Linked DNA regions of Mus musculus: region 2 is linked to region 1. The links are chromatin contacts, called in public promoter capture Hi-C maps. All regions are on one chromosome and are shown on one strand. Each heading gives the region's core, a stretch centred on a gene start, on an enhancer-like site or on the middle of the called end of the contact. The rest is flanking DNA. Distances are from core to core; before and after follow the strand shown. Region 1 overlaps Gm35714 (a long non-coding RNA gene). Region 2 holds the start of Mis18a (MIS18 kinetochore protein A).

Region 1 (4,183 bases), core at 1,369-3,868:
GGGGACTCACCTCCAGCAAGCACCAGTGGTGGTCGCGCTGGGCTAGGGCACACTATGAGTAGGGGGAATGAACTGAGAGGCACGTGGTTTCCCTCTGCATGACCACGGCAGTGAATCTCAGCTCTCCAGCGGAGTTAGCTTCCCTGAGTGGTTATGTAACCTGTTACACAACAGTCGCTACAATGTACAACTGCCTCTTGCCGCAAGAGATGGTTAGAAGACTGCGCCCCAGGTCCTGCAAGTTTCCATCCTCCATTCTGAAACCTGAGGCCACCACGGCTTTGTTCTGTACAGAGGAGAACTTGTAGTTTATGCAGCAGTCCCCTTGTGTCAGGAGTCTTTGCGCCTGGCTCTGCACACATCATTGCATTTGACCCTCAGTCTCCCCTGAAAGGCTGTGCGTGCGTGTATGCGTGTGTGCGTGTGCAGACACGAGCGTGTACAGAGGCATATGTATCAAGGAGCACATGTGGAGGGCAGAAGAAAGCTTTCAGGAGTCACTTCCCCATTTCACAATTGATTTCAGGGATCAGACTGAGGAATTAGTCTCAAGTGGCAAATGCTTTTCTCTGTGTCTACCCAGTGGTGGAGGAGAAAGATTCCCATCACCACTTCCAGGGCTGGGGAGACTGAGGCTCCAACTCACGAAGTGTGTGCCTAAGGTCGGACACCTAGAACTCAGGCTCTGTCTGCTGAGGAGACTCGTGGAGCCTTTTTCAGGAGACTGAAAATGCTATTTTTAGGTCGTGATAACACTGTAGCTTCTTCCTCTTCCTCATATCTTCCCTCTTCTTTTTTTTTTTTTTTTCCTTTGGGTTTTTTTTTGGGGGGGTGAGAGATAATTTTGTAATTATATTTATGTACAGAGAACTTAGTGTGCGTTTAACCCAGTTTAGTGGCGAATTCTTTAGCCTTTGCCTTTTCCACTTGGCAATGCGAGCCACAGACTTAGAACCCAGGATGTTGCCTCCCCAGTGGCAGCAGATCTCATCCTATCTGTCATTGTAATTGGTCTTAATAGCTTCCACCATCTTAGCCAGAGCACCCTTGTCTTCCGAGTTAACCTGTGTGAAGGCAACAGTGGTGCGTGTCTTCCTGTGGACCAGATGCCCCAGCCTGGCCTTTCCCTTGATGATGCAGTAGGGCATCTGTCCAGGGCCTGGGGGAACTGGTTAATGGCAGGAGGTACTTTGAGTCGCTTATAGAGGATGGCTCTTTGCCGCTGCAGCCTGATGTAGCGGGGCCATTTGGTGAAGCGTGTTGGATCTCTTTTGGGCTGGATATCCTGTCTAAGTTCTTGGGCCTTTTCTCAAACAAAGGATTGACCACCTCTTCTGTTTCCTCACGATGGGGGGTGGGGATCACCTTCTTCCCCTTGGCCTTCTTCCCCTTGGGCATCTTGCTTGGCTGGAGGAGAGGGAGTTTGTTTGTTTGTTTGAATTGTTGTCTCATGTAGCCCAGGCTGGCCTCAAACTGTTGATCCTCCTACCTCCAGCTCCAAGGGCTAGAACTGCTGGTGTGTGCCGTCACGCTGGGCCTTTTCCTCTTGTGTATCGCATGGCAAACCACAGAGCTTGGTTACAGACACACAGATCATGACTAACGCAGCTCCAGTCACCTACCCCACACCCTAAGTCGAATGCTGCTCTGCCCTGTAAGTATCCTCCGCTCCACCCTCCACCGTACAGTCTGGGGCCTGGTTGAGGGCTGAGTCTCCCTTCTCAATCTTCTCCGTTCTCCCAACAGCACCACCCTCTGGTGACCAGGCTGCTAACACAGGCGTCTTTGGGAGGCGGTCCAGAGCCCAGCGATTTTCCCTGGAAGATTAGAGGCGAACTGAAATCTTAAAGGGGCAGAGGGTAGGCTCAGAACTAGGGAGAAGAGAAACGTGCCAGGTCCTCCTTGAGGTCAGTCCAGGTTGGGGCAAAAGCGCACCACTGCCAGTTCCTCCAACCCTCCACACGGCCCCAGCGTTTCCTCCGATCTCCGCCCCGCCCACCTCCGCCCCGCCCCCGCTCCTGCTCCTCCAGATGATAAGCCTTGGCTTCCTTCCTGTTGAACTTTGCCCTAGTGGTGGTGCGGTCCTTTCCCACTACCAATATAGCAAAGATAAGAAAGTGAGTACAGGGGTGAGCCCACACCGACTGCACAGGCTGCAAGCCGAGTGAGGTTCCCTCACTCTGAATGCAGCTTGACACCACAGTTGGGTTGGCTTTTCAGACTCCCCCCAACCCCCCCCCCCCCAACCCCGAACTTGCCCTAGGTGTCCTCTGTGCAATCAGTCAGGAACAGGACTGGAACCAGCAATCAATGGGCTCCAACCAGCACTTTGCTTCTACATGGACAGCACAGAGAAAAACTCCAGACGTGACTTCTCTGTCCTTGGAACTTACTGCATTTCTGTCTTCATAAAGTTCACCTATGTGTCCCCTGTGCCTTGTCTTCCCCTTCTGGGATGTTCACATTCTATTTCCCAGTCATGTTTTGTAGTCAAATTGGATTTCCCTTTCTGTGGGCACAGAAACTCACATAAATCCAATGTGATGGCCCGCAGGGCACACACTTACAACAGTGGGTTGCAGAGAGAGTAGATTGTGCAATAAAGAATTCTAAACCTTTGTCCTCAGCTCCTGGGAAACCATATCTCGACTCTTGGGATGACCTGTCTGATAAGAGTGCTGTTAGCTGTACGCCCTTGCGTAATGCCCTATAGTCTAATTTATGGTGAGAGATTTGGACAAGAAATATCAGCCTGACCCCGGAAGTGATTAAAAACTGAGGAGACCAACCGATGGGTCAGCTGCCATGTCCATAAGACTCAACTGTGGCACACTTCTGCCCTGTGCCCTGTCACACTCACTCACACTGTAGCACACTCCTGCCCTGTCACACTCACTCACACTGTGGCATACTCCTGCCCTGAGACTGTCACACTCACAGTCACACTGTGGCACACTCCTGCCCTGTACTCTGTCACACTCACAGTCACACTGTGGCACACTCCTGTCCTGAGACTGTCACACTCACAGTCACACTGTGGCACACTCCTGTCCTGAGACTGTCACACTCACAGTCATACTGTGGTACACTTCTACCCTGTGCTCTGTCACACTCACACTGTGGCACACTCCTGCCCTGCACTCTGTCACACTCACAGTCACACATTTTTTCCAAAAACATTCAATATCACCTAAGACTTCGCTGGTTAAGGACGCAGGGAAGCTTTGCATATGAAACTGTTTTTCCCTCCTTGGATGCTGTCAATCTTTGTCCTTTTGTTTTTTAAAAAAATCATAACTGTAAATATAATTGCTGCCATGTCGTGAACTACTGAATGTAGAAGTAGTAGTGAAACCCTGGCCCTTACTGTCATGAGACATGAGAGAGATCTTGGGAACCAGTGCCCAAAGTCTTTAGTCTTGGGCTAGGACTCTGAACATGTGACTCTAGTCTTGGATTTTCCACTTTCCAGGTAAGCCTTTTGCTCTCTCTGAATCTCCTCATTTCCTCCTTACTGGGAAGACATTATCTGTGTGCCTCCAGGAAGAGGTGCTGTGGGGACTGAGACAGAAGTGGCCAGCTCCATGCAGATGCCATGGTTCAGCACAAGTGTACTGCTTGCCCACTTATGTAGAGGCACATTTGATGACTGTGGCCATGAAGAGCCCATTCCTGTAAGCTGACTAACCACTTCTCTTGTCTGGGGGGAAGAAAAGGAATTGAATATTCCCTGAAGAATAATACTCAAAGCCCAAAAAAAGCCCCTTGTTGGAATTAAGGCCTCTGGGGGCATTTTCACGGTGAATGCCAGCTCTGCACATACGAGAAAACCCCCGAGGTTAGATCAGTTACACTGCACTTGTTGTCCAGCAGAACGGTAATGCCATTGTGTGCTTAGTCTTGAGAATACAAAACAATATGAGGTCTGTAGAGTAGACAAGGAATCCAGGAATCCGAAACGGTATGACAAAGCAGAACTCTCGCTTCAAGATACTTAGGAACTATGAAAATGATCAATAGATGATGGACAGGCAGACATCGGCCTGAAATAAGCTACTATATGTAATTTGTAACTCCAAAAATTCTTTAAACCGTGTCCATATGTAAAAATGTCTTTTGAATAAATTATAGCGTGTCTCACAGTGGAGTACCACATCGCTACAAAAAAAAAAAACGAATGAAG
Region 2 (4,001 bases), core at 784-3,283, 530 kb before region 1:
TGGTCTTTGAATAGCTGCAATCAAACCTGCCAGCTAGGGAAGTAAGCCACCAGCTTCCGGGACCTGCAATCACATCTTATTGTCACTGTGGTGTGCAAGCGTTAGGCAGTGCAAGCAATTAGGATCAGCCTGTGAGCGTGATCAGCGGTTGTTAGCTTCCCGTTTCCCTCAGCTGCCTGTGTGGTTCTGCACATCCATAACTCGGGCTGGTGTGATGTCTCAGAGGTCAGAGGCGCTCGGTAGCAAGGCCAAGTTCAATCCTCAGGAAGAAAACAAGAGGCTTCAAGTTGTCCTCTGACCTCCAGCATGTTCATGTTCCCCCTTAAATACATGCAAATAAAAATGAACCCACAATCTGTTCAGGAAGATGCTCAAGGCCTCATCCATTCATTTCTCCTCCTGCTTCCTCTATCTGTCCTTTCTCCTGTCTTTTCCTTCCCCTCCCTTCCCACCACACCTAGTTCAGCAAAACAAAACATTGGTTCTAGAGTGTTTGGCAACGTCTGCTATTTCCTGCATCCACTGGGGATCTTGGAACTTTAAAGGAAATTTCCAGGAAAGAAGAAGAGACTACAATGGCTAGCTGGAGGATCAGAGCATCAGTGATGTGGAGAGGTTGGAAGTTCAAAGCCCAGTAATTTGGGGTTACCTTGAGTCCCCTCCGTGGTCATTTACTCCCCTCCCTTGTATGTGGCCATATCCTTCTGACTATTAGTTAAATACTTTAATGTGTACAAACAGATTCCCCAGCTTATAACCAAAATGCTAAGAGTATGGCCAGGTAGCATCAGGGTCTACAGCAGGGTCCCACTGCTTTGCTGTAATCTGCCTATTGGTGTACCTTCCAGTGTATTTGCAAAGTCTGTTGGTTTATGGTATTCTTTGCTCCGTTCCGTCTTGGCACACCTCAAGCAGGACCACAGGATTCCTGGCGGTTAAAGGTCGATACGCCTCAGGGACTTGTTGAAATAGGTTCCAAAAGGAGTCATTTCTTTGCCTCTGGGCTGGGCTGTTATCCTAGCATGTGGGAGGCTGAAGCAGGAGGATCACTGTGGGTGAGCTACATAATGAATTCCTGGGCAGCCTGGACAAAAAAAAAAAAAAAAAGATTCAAAAAACAGAAAGTCAAAATCATATTCAGAGAAGGCAAAATAGCCTTTCTAGTTTCCAGCCTGGTACCACCTCGGTCAGGTCAACGACTTAGGATTTGAAACTTTTTGCTAGTGGCCAGAGATACGAAAATAGGTGGTAAGTGTGATGTAGTTTAGTGAAGCGAACTGGGTAGTGTGACTGGGGGGGGGGGGGGGGGGGAGGGGGATATGGTGGTCTTTGCGTGTTGTTTCTTACTGATGCATCCAGGCTGTTCGTGGTGGCGCGCCTTCCCTCTAGCCTGTGGTCTTTGAAATCAAAAGCTGACTTTCTTTAGACTGACCGTCCTTCCCGCCCTGGAGTAGGGTGAACCATACTCTGACCCAGACACACGCCCACTCTGTAGCCACAGCGATGCTGTCCCCTCCAGCTTCTCATATTTTTTCCTTGCAGTGCTAGTCTCAGTAACGCTGGGTCCTTGAGGCAGGGGGCGTCTTTGGCTCGCCACAGACCCCTGTTTTTTTCTAGATGTAGGAAAGCGGGTCTCCGGGAGCAGACGGGCTAGAATCAGAGATGTGACTTGCAGTACACCGCTTGGAATTCCTGGGTCCACTTTCGGCTCCGTGAAGATGGGTCTGCTTACCCAGCACGGGCATGCCCGCTAACAGTGTGGAGGAACTAGGTGAGCTGCTACTCATTTAATTCGAAGCCTTCAACTTTCTCAGCAGCGGCGGAAGGAGCTGAAATGCCCGCAGATAGCACCCCAGCACCCCAGTTCACCAGCTTTCGCTCAGGAAGACCGCAGGACGCAAGCGCAGTGAGCGCGGCTCGCGCGCCGGTCAGATGGCGAGCATGCGCCTTCGATGCAGTCGGGCCCTTCTTCAGGTCCCACCCCTTCGGGCGGTGCCCCGCCTCTTGCACCTTGCGCATGCGCAGAGGTATTATTCCCGTGAGGTTCCGGGGCGCGGCAAATTCGTATGTCATGGCTGCTTCCTGGTCTCTGGGATGTTCCTTGACCGCTTGTGGTTAAAACCGCCTGGCTATGTCGAGCGAGTCCCCCCTGCTGGAGAAGCGTCTGTCGGAAGACTCGAGCCGCTACCTGCGGCTGCAGAAGTGGGCAAACATGTCGAGCGCAGACGCGTTAGGGCTAGAGAAGGAACGGCCTGAGGAGAAGGCGGCCGCGGCGGAGAACCCGCTGGTGTTCCTTTGTGCCCGCTGTCGCCGGCCACTGGGCGACTCGCTCACCTGGGTGGCCAGCCAGGAGGACACCAACTGCATCCTGTTGCGCAGTCAGTTCGGGCCGCCCTCCTGCGTCGGGGTTTCCTGGGGCTGCGGGGGCTGGGGTGGGGACGAGAGCTGTCCCAGCAAACCGCAGGAGAGGCGTCCCTGTGGGTGGCTCACGAGTGACAAGTTTTTTCCTGGGTCTTCCATGCCCCCCAAGGGCAGCGGTTGAGCGTCATCCTGACGTTTTAGGAAGGTGCTTCCTTCAGGGGAGTGTTTTCACATCTGACGGACTCTGTCAGCTGCTTTGGGGACTTAGCTTAGTGTCCTTGGGCAGTCTGTTCAACTGCTTGTGCCTCAAGTTTCTCGTCTCCAAAACGAGGGATAATGATGGGATAACGGGGACGATTAAATAAGTGTATGGTATATGGCCACAGAGTAGGCGATGTCTTTACTGGGTGAGTCCCAATGCTCTTCGCTGGGTCATTTTGTTTATCTCTTAACCCCACTGGTTTTCAGAAAAGGATGTGAAGTAATCCTTGTTCCACCTCTTCTCCCAGAAGGCCCCCATCCCTTTAGTGCTGAACCACGGGAGTACCCCACTTCCCACCAGTCTTTGGGCTCTTTTTTTCCCCTAGTCCTCTAAAATACAAGTTAAAGTTGAGTTAAAAGTTCCTGTCTGCAGGTGTGTAACAACAAACCACACTAACAAAGTGTTGCGACTCTCTTTCCAGGCGTCTCCTGTAACGTCTCTGTGGATAAGGAACCGAAACTGTCCAAGTGCAGAGATGAAGACGGTTGGTAAGTAAGATATTTATGTGAATATGTGAGAGAAAATTTTATTTTATTTATTTATTTTTGGTTTTTCGAGACAGGGTTTCTCTGTATAGCCCTGCCTGTCCTGGAACTCACTTTGTAGACCAGGCTGGCCTCGAACTCAGAAATCAGCCTGCCTCTGCCTCCCGAGTGCTGGGATTAAAGGCGTGCGCCACCACGCCCGGCTGAAAACTTTAATTTTAAGGAAAAATCTTCTACCGACCGTTCTGTGAGATTGCTTGAGATATAACTTTTCATGGTAATTGAATGCATTGAAAAGAAGAAAGGATCCATTATTTGATGGTGATAGCCCCTTAAGATCGGAAAGTGGGAGTTTCTAAGATTCTGAAAGTGTATTTAACACTGATTTTTAGGGCTCTGAGTTTGGTGCCAAAGAAAATGGAAAGTAAAGCAGAAAATATCTATCTTAAAATCTCCAAGTTGAAAGTGTCCTATTCCTGTCCCAGTGCTGCCTGTCTCTTCCTTGTACTGGCAGACAGAAAATACTAATACAGAGCCCACACCCACAGCTGACTGGGCTACGCAGACAGGCCATCTGTGGCTGTAAGTCACTAGTCCCAGGTTCCATGTGCTGGGGCCGAGGGGACAGATAACTTGTCACGGCTGACTACTAACTAGTGTTGGCAAGTGCTGTCCTCAGCAGACTGAGTAGAAAGCTCTGCCTTTTATGTTTGCTACCCCAGAGAGGAGCCGTGTCTTGCTGAGGTGTAGAAACTAGTTCAGGTAGTACCTCAATCAGAGAATCAAGAGGTGGGACTGACTTGAAGGTTTTAATAATGGTTTTAGTAATATTCGAATATAAGTGTTATAGAAACTGGCAGGGAAATTGCATTGACATTGATAAAGATGATATG

What was found. Promoter capture Hi-C pulls out the DNA fragments that hold promoters and counts their contacts.
Region 2: a contact with region 1 is called in a promoter capture Hi-C map of liver, with 2.1 times the contacts expected there. The contact joins the promoter of Mis18a here to the enhancer-like site in region 1. A contact is called at or near these places in 10 of 39 promoter capture datasets (the 3T3-L1 cell line, 3T3-L1-derived adipocytes, the C10 cell line and 5 more) and 6 of 484 Hi-C or Micro-C datasets (the G1E-ER4 cell line, the N1E-115 cell line, brown adipocytes and 1 more).

Annotation. Positions count from the first base shown.
Region 1 is chr16:90,195,361-90,199,543 of GRCm38.p6, reverse strand. Gm35714 (a long non-coding RNA gene) reads left to right here. Exons shown (of 3, transcript XR_003951898.1): 2 at 1,496-1,654; 3 at 1,747-2,231. Among named protein-coding and RNA genes, the nearest start is that of Gm35714, 6.4 kb to the left of the region's middle. Within about 2 kb of position 2,618, at least 40 of the 459 cell types and tissues checked have an H3K27ac peak or open chromatin away from gene starts, as enhancers often do. A contact at or near this core is called in liver, where this site is marked.
Region 2 is chr16:90,725,403-90,729,403 of GRCm38.p6, reverse strand. Mis18a (MIS18 kinetochore protein A) reads left to right here and starts at 2,033. Exons shown (of 5, transcript NM_025642.1): 1 at 2,033-2,378; 2 at 3,045-3,111. The coding sequence starts at 2,132. Gm17518 (a long non-coding RNA gene) reads right to left here and starts at 1,984. Exons shown (of 2, transcript XR_876238.3): 1 at 1,733-1,984; 2 at 1-1,084.